3 separate regions of the Sus scrofa genome follow, and regions 2 and 3 are each linked to region 1. A link is a contact called in public Hi-C data. All regions are on one chromosome and are shown on one strand. The core of a region is the stretch at or near the end of the contact, and the rest is flanking DNA. Distances in the headings are between cores, read along the strand shown.

Region 1 (2,779 bases), core at 123-2,622:
GTTTTCATCATTTTGGTCTAAACCTTTCCATATTAATGTACTTTGAATGTTTGTTATAAACAGAATGGAGCTAAATTAAAAAAAAAATTCAGTCTGACTTTAAAAATAAGTCCATTTACATTTGCTGTAGTTGGCAAGATATTTATAAATTCCACCTATTATTTTCGACTATTTATCCAACCTTTTCTGTGTTCCTTGCCTTATTTTGAAATCATTATTTTTCATCTTCTATTTTGACTTCTAGTTTGGAAGTTACATACCCTGTTTCTCTCTCTCTCTCTCTTTCTCTTCTTAGGGCCTGCAGCATATGGATGTTTCCAGGCCAGGGGTCCAATCGGAGCTGTAGCCGCCAGCCTACACCACAGCCACAGCAACACGGGATCCGAGCCGTGTCTGCGATCTACACCACAGCTCACGGCAGTGCTGGATCCTTAACCCACTGAGTGAGGCCAGGGATCGAACCCGCGTCCTGTCCTCATGGATGCTGGTTTTTGTTCCTGCTGAGCCATGACGGGAACTCCTGAGCATGAGTGGTTATTCCTTTGTACCGTGACTGTTGGCCTAGCCGTGCCTGTCCCGGTCACCTCCGGGTCTCTGATCCTTCCTGCATCTCAGCTCTTCTGCTGGGATCACTGTCCTTCTGCCCGAGGCGGGGGAACTGCAGGCTGAGGACCCGCCTGGGGTGAAGAAGCAGCAGAGCAACACGAGGTCTCTTCTCCTTCCAGATGCACAGCCCCCTGCCCCGGAGGCCTGCCCTCTTCTCTGCTTCTTTCTCCTCCTGGGGATGGAGCACCTTGGGGCCCGACCTAGAGTTTCCTGTTTCACTCCCCGCCCCCCGGAGGGGTTGGCGCCCATCTTTCTGTCTTCTGAGGCTCTTAAAGGCCACGTTTGCAATTTCGGGGCCCTGCAGAGCCTTCGAGACAGGCTCAGTTTTGGCTCTTGTCTCTGCGTGTTCATGATCTGTCACTAGATGCTTGGTAAATGGGGCTTCAAGCTGAATAGACAGAATTCTCTTGCCCGTCTCCTCTTCGCCTTCAGCCCACCTGCTCTGACGACTCGCCCTTCCAGGAAGCGGTGGCAGCGCGTGCAGGTGCACGCGGCCAGGGCCCCTCCTCACCCCTGGACCCGGAGTCTCGTTCCAGCACTGACACCCCCCCCCCCGAGGACTGCCTGTATGGCCCCACCAGCCAGACGAGGCCTCTCACCGGTCCCACGGGCGGGGGACTCGGAGTCTTTCTTTCCCACATCTTTTGTGCTCAGGGCTCCATATGGCTTCATCCAAAACCCTTTGCTTGTTTGCAGTTCTAGGAAATCTGGGATTTTTTCCCACCAGGGCCACATCCATGTCTTGTACTGTCAGAGTCTTGGCTGCCGCCCTGGGGTCAACACAGAAGATCCTGTAGCAAACTGGGCGGCTATTCATAGTCCAAGGAATAAAGGGCTGGGCGGAGCCTCACGCTGGAAAGATCAAGGTTTGGAAACAAAGCAGCTAGGATCAGTATTTTATTTCGGGAGCTTTTTGGATTGGAAATTATGGATAAGGCTGTAGACTCACAGAAACAACAGTAACAAAACCCCCCTTTTGTACATATTTTGTTTCACAAGTCTGTGCAGTAAATTCCTGGCGGAGTAATTTCTGGGTAAAAAGCAAAGGAGGGTGAAGAAATACTTAGTCTGACGCATGCGGCCGCGATCTGTCCGGGGACTTGGCCGCTGACCCTCCTGAAGTGTGAGACGCCTGCTTCTACGTATACTGAGCACACAAATGCAAGGATAAGGGCACAGGTTTTTTTGTTTTTGTTTTGTTTTCCCTGGATTTAGAGCTGAAAGATATTCTCTCAATATAGTGTTAATTTGCATTTTCTTTTTGTGAGAGAAATTTGTTTCTTTTTTCCATATGTTCGAAATTCCCTTTAAACACAATGTTTTTTAACCCATAAGAATTACTAGCAGGGTTTAAGAACAAGGCTGACTTTATAAATTTAGAATAAATAGGAGTTCTCATTGTGGCTCAGAAGAAACGAATCTGACTAGTATCCATAAGGACGCAGGTTCAATCCCTGGCTTCGCTCAATGGGCTAAGGATCCGGCGTTGCCGTGAGCTGTGGTGTAGGTCGCAGACGTGGCTCGGATCCTGAGTTGCTGTGGCTGTGGTGTAGGCCGGTGGCTACAGCTGCTATTAGGCTCCTAGCCTGGGAATCTCCATATGGCGCAGGTGCGGCCCTAAAAAGACCTAAATAAGTAACTAACTAACTAAATAAATAAATTTAGGATAAACAAAAGTAAGACTTTACCGTAGAGTTCAGTGCACGTTTTAAGAAGGAACCAGCTCTGACCGGTCAGCCAGGGCTGCTCAGGCTGGTTTGACCCGAGGCAGGGGACCCTTTCTGTTTGTGCATTTCTTTAAAAAGAAAACGTATGCAGTTGAGTAGATTTCTTTTCGTTACTTTATTTATTTATTTATTTTGTCTTTTTGCCTCTTCTAGGGCCACACCCATGGCATGTGGAGGTTCCCAGGCTAGGGGTCGAATAGGACCGGTAACCGCTGGCCTGCACCACAGCCACAGCAACATGGGATCCGAGCCGCGTCTGCACCCTACACCACAGCTCACGGCAACGCCGGGTCCTTGACCCACTGAGCGAGGCCAGGGATCGAACTGACAACCTCATGGTGCCTAGTCGGATTCGTTAACCACTGTGTCACGACGGGAACTCCTCTTTTCATTATTTTAGAGCTCAGTGGGGGAAATGAGTTGCATGAAAATAGAGGAACGTGAGC
Region 2 (2,700 bases), core at 193-2,692, 37 kb before region 1:
TGTGGGGGATGGAAGGAGGGAGGGAGGGAGGAGGAGGAGGGGAGGGGATTTTAAGGACTGGCTCACGCCCCGGTGCCCTGGCAGGTCCTAGTTTTAGAGGCAGGTCAGGGGACTAGGAACGCCCGCAGGAGGGCACGCTGAGACTCTGCAGAATTTCTTCTCCGGGAAACCTCAGTTCCTGCTCTTAAGACCTTGAACAGACTGGAGGAGGGACCCCTCCTCTCCTAGACAGCCGGTCGCAGACAGGAACCAACGTTAGTCTCACCTCCCAAGGCCTTTGGCACAGCACCGGGACTAGCGTGTGGCCTGTCACTGGGCCAATGGCCCAGCCAATGGACACATAAAATTAGCTGCCCGAGCTGACCTCGGGAGGCCCAGGTTGAGGTGTTGGGAGAGATGTGGCTTTTCCCACTTAAACCCGAGGGACCAGAGCCATTTGGACAGCGGAGTGGCCCAGTCGAAGCGGCACATTCTCTGTTGCTGCAGGGCTGGGGGGTGGAGCAGCGGACCTGCGGGCCCGAGGTATGAGAAACAGTTGGAGGGACACATGGGTGACCCAGAGGAAAAATGACATTTTCAGGGAGAGTAAGGTTTTGGGTTTCTGATATGCAAGGCTGAAATTCTTGGGGGTCCCCAGAGAAAAAGCAAAATGAGTGTGGCCCCGGGCGTGGGCTCTGGGGGAGACGCGGGACTGGCCAGTGTGCAGGACCCCCGGGGGGCGTGACTGGACGGCTACCCCACGTGGTGACTGGGGTGAGAACGTCTGTCATGGACGTGCAGCCTCCGGAGGGGTCTAGAACCAGACCCCCGCTCAGCCGCACCCAGATGCAGCCCCACCGACGTGCAGGAGCAGCTGTTTGCCGACAGGGTGGCAGGAGCGAGCCAGGTCACCTCAGCCCCACTGTGGCACTTCCGGTCACGCAACAGTGTGGGTGTCAGAACAGACCCAGGCGCCTCTGAGGCTGAGGCTTGGTGACTGTGTGGCTTTGACGTCCTCCACTGTCACCGCAGAGACTGGATCCTTGAGGAAAGTGCTGGGGTGAGGCTGTGAACACACACACACACACACACACACACACGCAGGTGGGGCCCCTCCTTCCCAGGGCTTCTGCTCCAGACAAGGCCCCCCTGGAAGAGGCCACAGGGGAGAAACCAAAGGTCCATGAGGGTCCACCTGGTCCAGCGCTGCCTCCTAACAGTCCTGGGGGCAGCAGTGCACAGCCCTGGGCAGTGACCAGGCCTCAGGGGCTCCGCCGGGGAGCCCGGCAGCCTGGCTCTAATCCTGCAGCAGAGTGTGTCTGTGTGTTAGACAGACAAGGAGAGCGGGGTGGGGGGGGGGAGACAGAGAGACGGAAAGAGAAACGGAGACAGAGAGAGATTAAGGGAGAGAGACAGAAAGAGATAGAGACAGAGAGAGATTAAGAGACAGAGATTAAGAGACAGAGAGACAGAGCAAGCCCTTGGAATCCTGCCTGGGACTTGCCGGCGCTCCCAACGTGTTTTATAAAAGGACAAAAACCCTCTCGCATAGTGCGGACACGGCGGCCAGAGGACGTGAAGCAAACTTGGCTTAGGCCCCAGATCGTGGGCGGAGACCTGGGATTGGAACTTGGGGGCCCAACCTGGCCTCCACACGGCACCCCAGGCAGCCCTGGGAAGGGGGCGCCGCAGCCGGACGCACGGCTGGAGGTCCTCGCCCCGCCCCGGCCCTTGGGGAGGTGGGGGTGGGAAGGGAGGAGCCGCGCGCATGTGCACAGCTGGCGCCCCCCGCCCCCCGCGCACAGCTGGGACGTGGGCCGCAGTTGGGCGGCGGGAGGGCGCAGTCCAGAGCCGGCAGCCGACGCGCCGGGCCCTCACGATCGGTCCGAGTGTCCGCGTGTCCTGCGCGCCGTGGGCCATGGCCGTGCACCCCGCGCGTCCCGCGCGCCCCTGCCTGCTGGCGCTTGTGATGTGCTGCTGCTGGGGGGTGCTGGCCGTGGTCGCCCAAAAGCCGGGCAACGGGTGTCCTAGCCGCTGCCTGTGCTTCCGCACCACCGTGCGCTGCATGCATTTGCTGCTGGAGGCCGTGCCCGCCGTGGCGCCGCAGACGTCCATCCTGTGAGTGCGGCGGGGCGCGGGGCCCCGAGGGGCAAGGCGCGCGGGAGGATCGAGGGCCGGGGTCCGGGGTCCGGGAGGGAGGATGGTGCGGCGGGGCCTTTGTCCGCCCTGGCCGGGGCACGGGGGGCGGACCTGAGCGCAGCGCGCGCCGCCTCTGGAGCCGCCTTTGTTCGGAGCTCGGAATCCCCGCTGGACGGGGAAGTTGTTGGGAGCAGGCGGGGGAAGCCCGGCCGCCCCGCCCGGCCCGGTCCTGCTCGCTGCCGTCCTCCGCTCGCCTTTGCCCCCTTCCCGCCCCTTTCCGGGCCCCTCTCCTCCCCGCGCCCCGCGCCCCCTCCTCCGCTTCCCCCCTCCTCTCCTCCCCCCTCCCCTCCTTCCCCTCCTCCCACTCGGCGGTTCCCGCTCCGGTTTCCCGGTCCTCCCTGGGCGCGGTACCCCCGCCCCCGCACTGGGGGAGCCTCCCGGGCGCATCCTCCGTGACCCACGGCGGCAGCGCCCCCACGTCCCCGCATCGGCCGGGGCGCGGGGAGCCTCCTGCCCGGGTAGTCGCGAGCCCTGCGGGGCGCACGGTTTTCTCTCGGGCTTGCTCTGCGCCGCGGGAGAGCG
Region 3 (2,700 bases), core at 85-2,584, 64 kb before region 1:
TCCCCCAGGTCTCGTGGGTGGACCTTCGAGAGGGAGTAAAGCAGGCAGACCTCTCCCCAGCCAGCCATCCCACCAGGAGGTACGCCCTCTGCTCTTGGCCTCCGCAGACAGGTCCGTGTCTGCCCGTAAGCGTGGAGCTTCCTCCCAGGCTGAGACTGTGGCCTCGCTCACTAAAGCCACACGTGGACAGAGGACACTAAAGCAGCCTTATTGTTCTTAACTCAAGACTGGCTGATATGAACCCAGATTCCACACCGCAGTCCAGGAACTGTGACCGGGCAGCTACCAGCCCTGCAGCTGCTGCCTCCTGGACATTCACCTTTTCCACCGGGATGGCCTGCACCCCTGCCTGCCCTGGCCAGAGGGCGGAGGGCCAGGAGTGGGCCTGGCCGCCCAGACCTGGCGGTGGCTTTTTTTTTTTTTTTTGACAAAAGCATATGAGAAACATCGTCCTTCCCTTTACGCCCCAAGAGGAAATGCCTCCTACAGTTGGGGTTTCTCTGTGACCTGCAGGAGGTGAGGGGGCCGAGGGAGGAGGCGGCTCCTCCAAAGCATCGATGCTGCGATGCTGCAGGTGGAGAATGTGCTTGTTCAGAGCAGCCCGCACGTGGGTTTGGTGTGTCTGCAGGACCCCTGCTCCCGGGGAACGAGCCGCGCACCATCTCGGTCTGCAGTCCCACAGAATCCGTGCTCAGAGAAAGCCTGGAAACAGAGGATGAGGTCGAAGTTCCCCTAAGCAGCAGAGCAGTGCACTTGGTGCTAAAGCCGGTTCCCCAGGAGTTTCTTACTTTCCTGCCAGTGGACATCACACAGCCCCATGTTTTTTAGCCTCACCCCCTGGAAATATTTGCTAGTGAACGATTTTCGGCAGTGATGTTCTCCTGAAGGAAGCGCCCCTCGGTGCGGGTCCTGATAAAATGCTGGGCGTCCTCCTTCTGCCCACTTCCCAGGCCCTTGGCGGTGTTTGCCTGGAGCCGTCTCTGGAATTCCTGGTGGAACCGGTGCCAGACGTCTGGGGCCCACCTAGCAGGCAACTGGTGCAGAGACGGGTTAACTGTTTGCTGCCCAGAGTCTGGACTCTGTGGCCTTTTTCCAGCCCACACTCAGAGCAAGCTGGTTTTAATTAGGGACGTTTGTTTCCATAAGGGCCCCCTGGGGCTCCGCTTCCAAACTCCAGCCTCCACACCGAGACCACCGGGGTCACTCCTGACTTGACTCAGGGCAAGGACTGGACCAGCGAGGACCCCGGGCGCCCAGGGCCACCCCCTTCCCCGAGGGAGGTGGGCACGGGCCGCCGCTAGATGGCACTGCGCCCTCGCCGAGGACTCCCGCCGAGCGCTGGGCACGGGCCGCCGCTAGATGGCGCTGCGCCCTGGCCGGGGACTCCCGCTGAGCCTGGCAGGCCTGCTCCAGACGCTTCCAAATTTGACCCACGCTGGGTGCAGTCACTGGATCGGAATGGCAGGAACACGGTGCGGGCGTGTTCGCACAAAACGCACCCCGCCGTGGGTCTGTCTCTGTCTCCTAATTTAGTCCATCCCGGCTGGCAGTTAGTTCCCTGGGAAGTAAGAGCATCAGCCTCAGACTGAAGTCTGGTTCTGACTCTCAGGCTGGGTTGACCCTTTCCAGGTCCTGGTCTGGGCACCAGCAGCCTGGTCTCGTGGAGACGCCTGAGTCCCTCACTCCGCTGGCTTCTGTGTGGCCGAGCTTCCTTGTGGCTGCTGTCCAGCCTCACACTGTCCTCCTTCTCTTTCACGTGGGCAAGCGACCCGGTGTGCACAGCATTCAGCTCCAAACATCCCGGAGCAACGGGACACACCTGGCCCCCGAGCAGCAGGCCTCAGGGCCGACAGCCCCGCTGGGTACAAACAGGAGGCAGACGCCTGGTGCCGCCCCCCTGCCCCGCCTCTGGAACATAGAAGCTTCGTGAGCAAGCCCAGACCCCGGCCGGGTTCGGGGAAGGGCGCGGGTATGGTGGTCACTCAGCCTCTGGGGAGTCCAGCGTGGTCACCAGAGGCAAACATCTCGTCTGTCAACAGCTCTGAGCTTCCTTGTGAAGAACAGTGAAAACACCTGCTGTACAAAGATTCGCCCTCCTCCTGAACAGCTAAAAGCCGTGGCAGAAAATGTGTCGAAGCTCAGCCAGGCAGAAGCCGGCGGAGTGAGGGACTCGGTGGCTCCACGCCACCTGGCTGGAGGTGCCCAAACCAGGCTGCGCAGCAGGACGCCCTGCAGACAGTTTAACCTGGAAAAGTGTCTGGAGAGATGCTCAGAAACCTCGTGGCATCGCTGCAGACGTCACGGGACGTCCCCTTTCACAGACGCTGCCTGGGACCACGCAGTGCACGCGCCGCCGGCCGGGGGGCAGATACAGGCGCAGATAATAGACCAGCAGCCTCTCTGCCTGCGGGCAGAGTCTGCGTAGCCCGAATGAGCGCACGAAGTACAGAGCGGGGTCTTGGTGTGACTCTCGGGAAGTATCGTACATCGTATGGGTTTTCCTTCCACCTGCGCATGCGGCGCCCTGCACGCTGACACGGCGCAGAGGGTCCCCGTGCCCCCGGGACCACAGCTTCCATGGAAGGCACTCAGCACGGCCCTGGGGGAAGGAAACAGGGAGGGGGCATCCTGGAGGCGGTGATCAGCACGTGCAGACCGGGAGGGACAGACGTTCACAAGCTGGGAGCCAGGCGGGCGGGC

Evidence for each region. Hi-C and Micro-C count contacts between places; a contact is called where the count stands out from the background.
Region 2: a Hi-C map of retroperitoneal adipose tissue shows a contact between it and region 1, with 2.2 times the contacts expected there. The contact joins the promoter of PXDN here to the enhancer-like site in region 1. A contact is called at or near these places in 13 of 47 Hi-C or Micro-C datasets (embryonic fibroblasts, fetal heart ventricle, fetal liver and 8 more) and 1 of 2 datasets of contacts at active chromatin or transcription factors (skeletal muscle).
Region 3: a contact with region 1 is called in a Hi-C map of retroperitoneal adipose tissue, with 1.8 times the contacts expected there. The contact joins two enhancer-like sites. A contact is called at or near these places in 1 of 5 promoter capture datasets (liver), 14 of 47 Hi-C or Micro-C datasets (alveolar macrophages, embryonic fibroblasts, fetal heart ventricle and 8 more) and 1 of 2 datasets of contacts at active chromatin or transcription factors (skeletal muscle).

What each region holds. Positions count from the first base shown.
Region 1 is chr3:132,342,344-132,345,122 of Sscrofa11.1, forward strand. The region is part of intron 8 of PXDN (peroxidasin homolog); the gene reads left to right. Among named protein-coding and RNA genes, the nearest start is that of PXDN, 37 kb to the left of the region's middle. Within about 2 kb of position 1,373, at least 8 of the 83 cell types and tissues checked have an H3K27ac peak or open chromatin away from gene starts, as enhancers often do. A contact at or near this core is called in retroperitoneal adipose tissue and subcutaneous adipose tissue, where this site is marked.
Region 2 is chr3:132,304,846-132,307,545 of Sscrofa11.1, forward strand. It overlaps PXDN (peroxidasin homolog), which reads left to right and starts at 1,443. Exons shown (of 22, transcript XM_005662789.3): 1 at 1,443-2,097. The coding sequence starts at 1,748.
Region 3 is chr3:132,278,872-132,281,571 of Sscrofa11.1, forward strand. All of the region lies in intron 20 of MYT1L (myelin transcription factor 1-like protein), which reads left to right. Among named protein-coding and RNA genes, the nearest start is that of PXDN, 26 kb to the right of the region's middle. Within about 2 kb of position 1,335, at least 14 of the 83 cell types and tissues checked have an H3K27ac peak or open chromatin away from gene starts, as enhancers often do. A contact at or near this core is called in retroperitoneal adipose tissue, where this site is marked.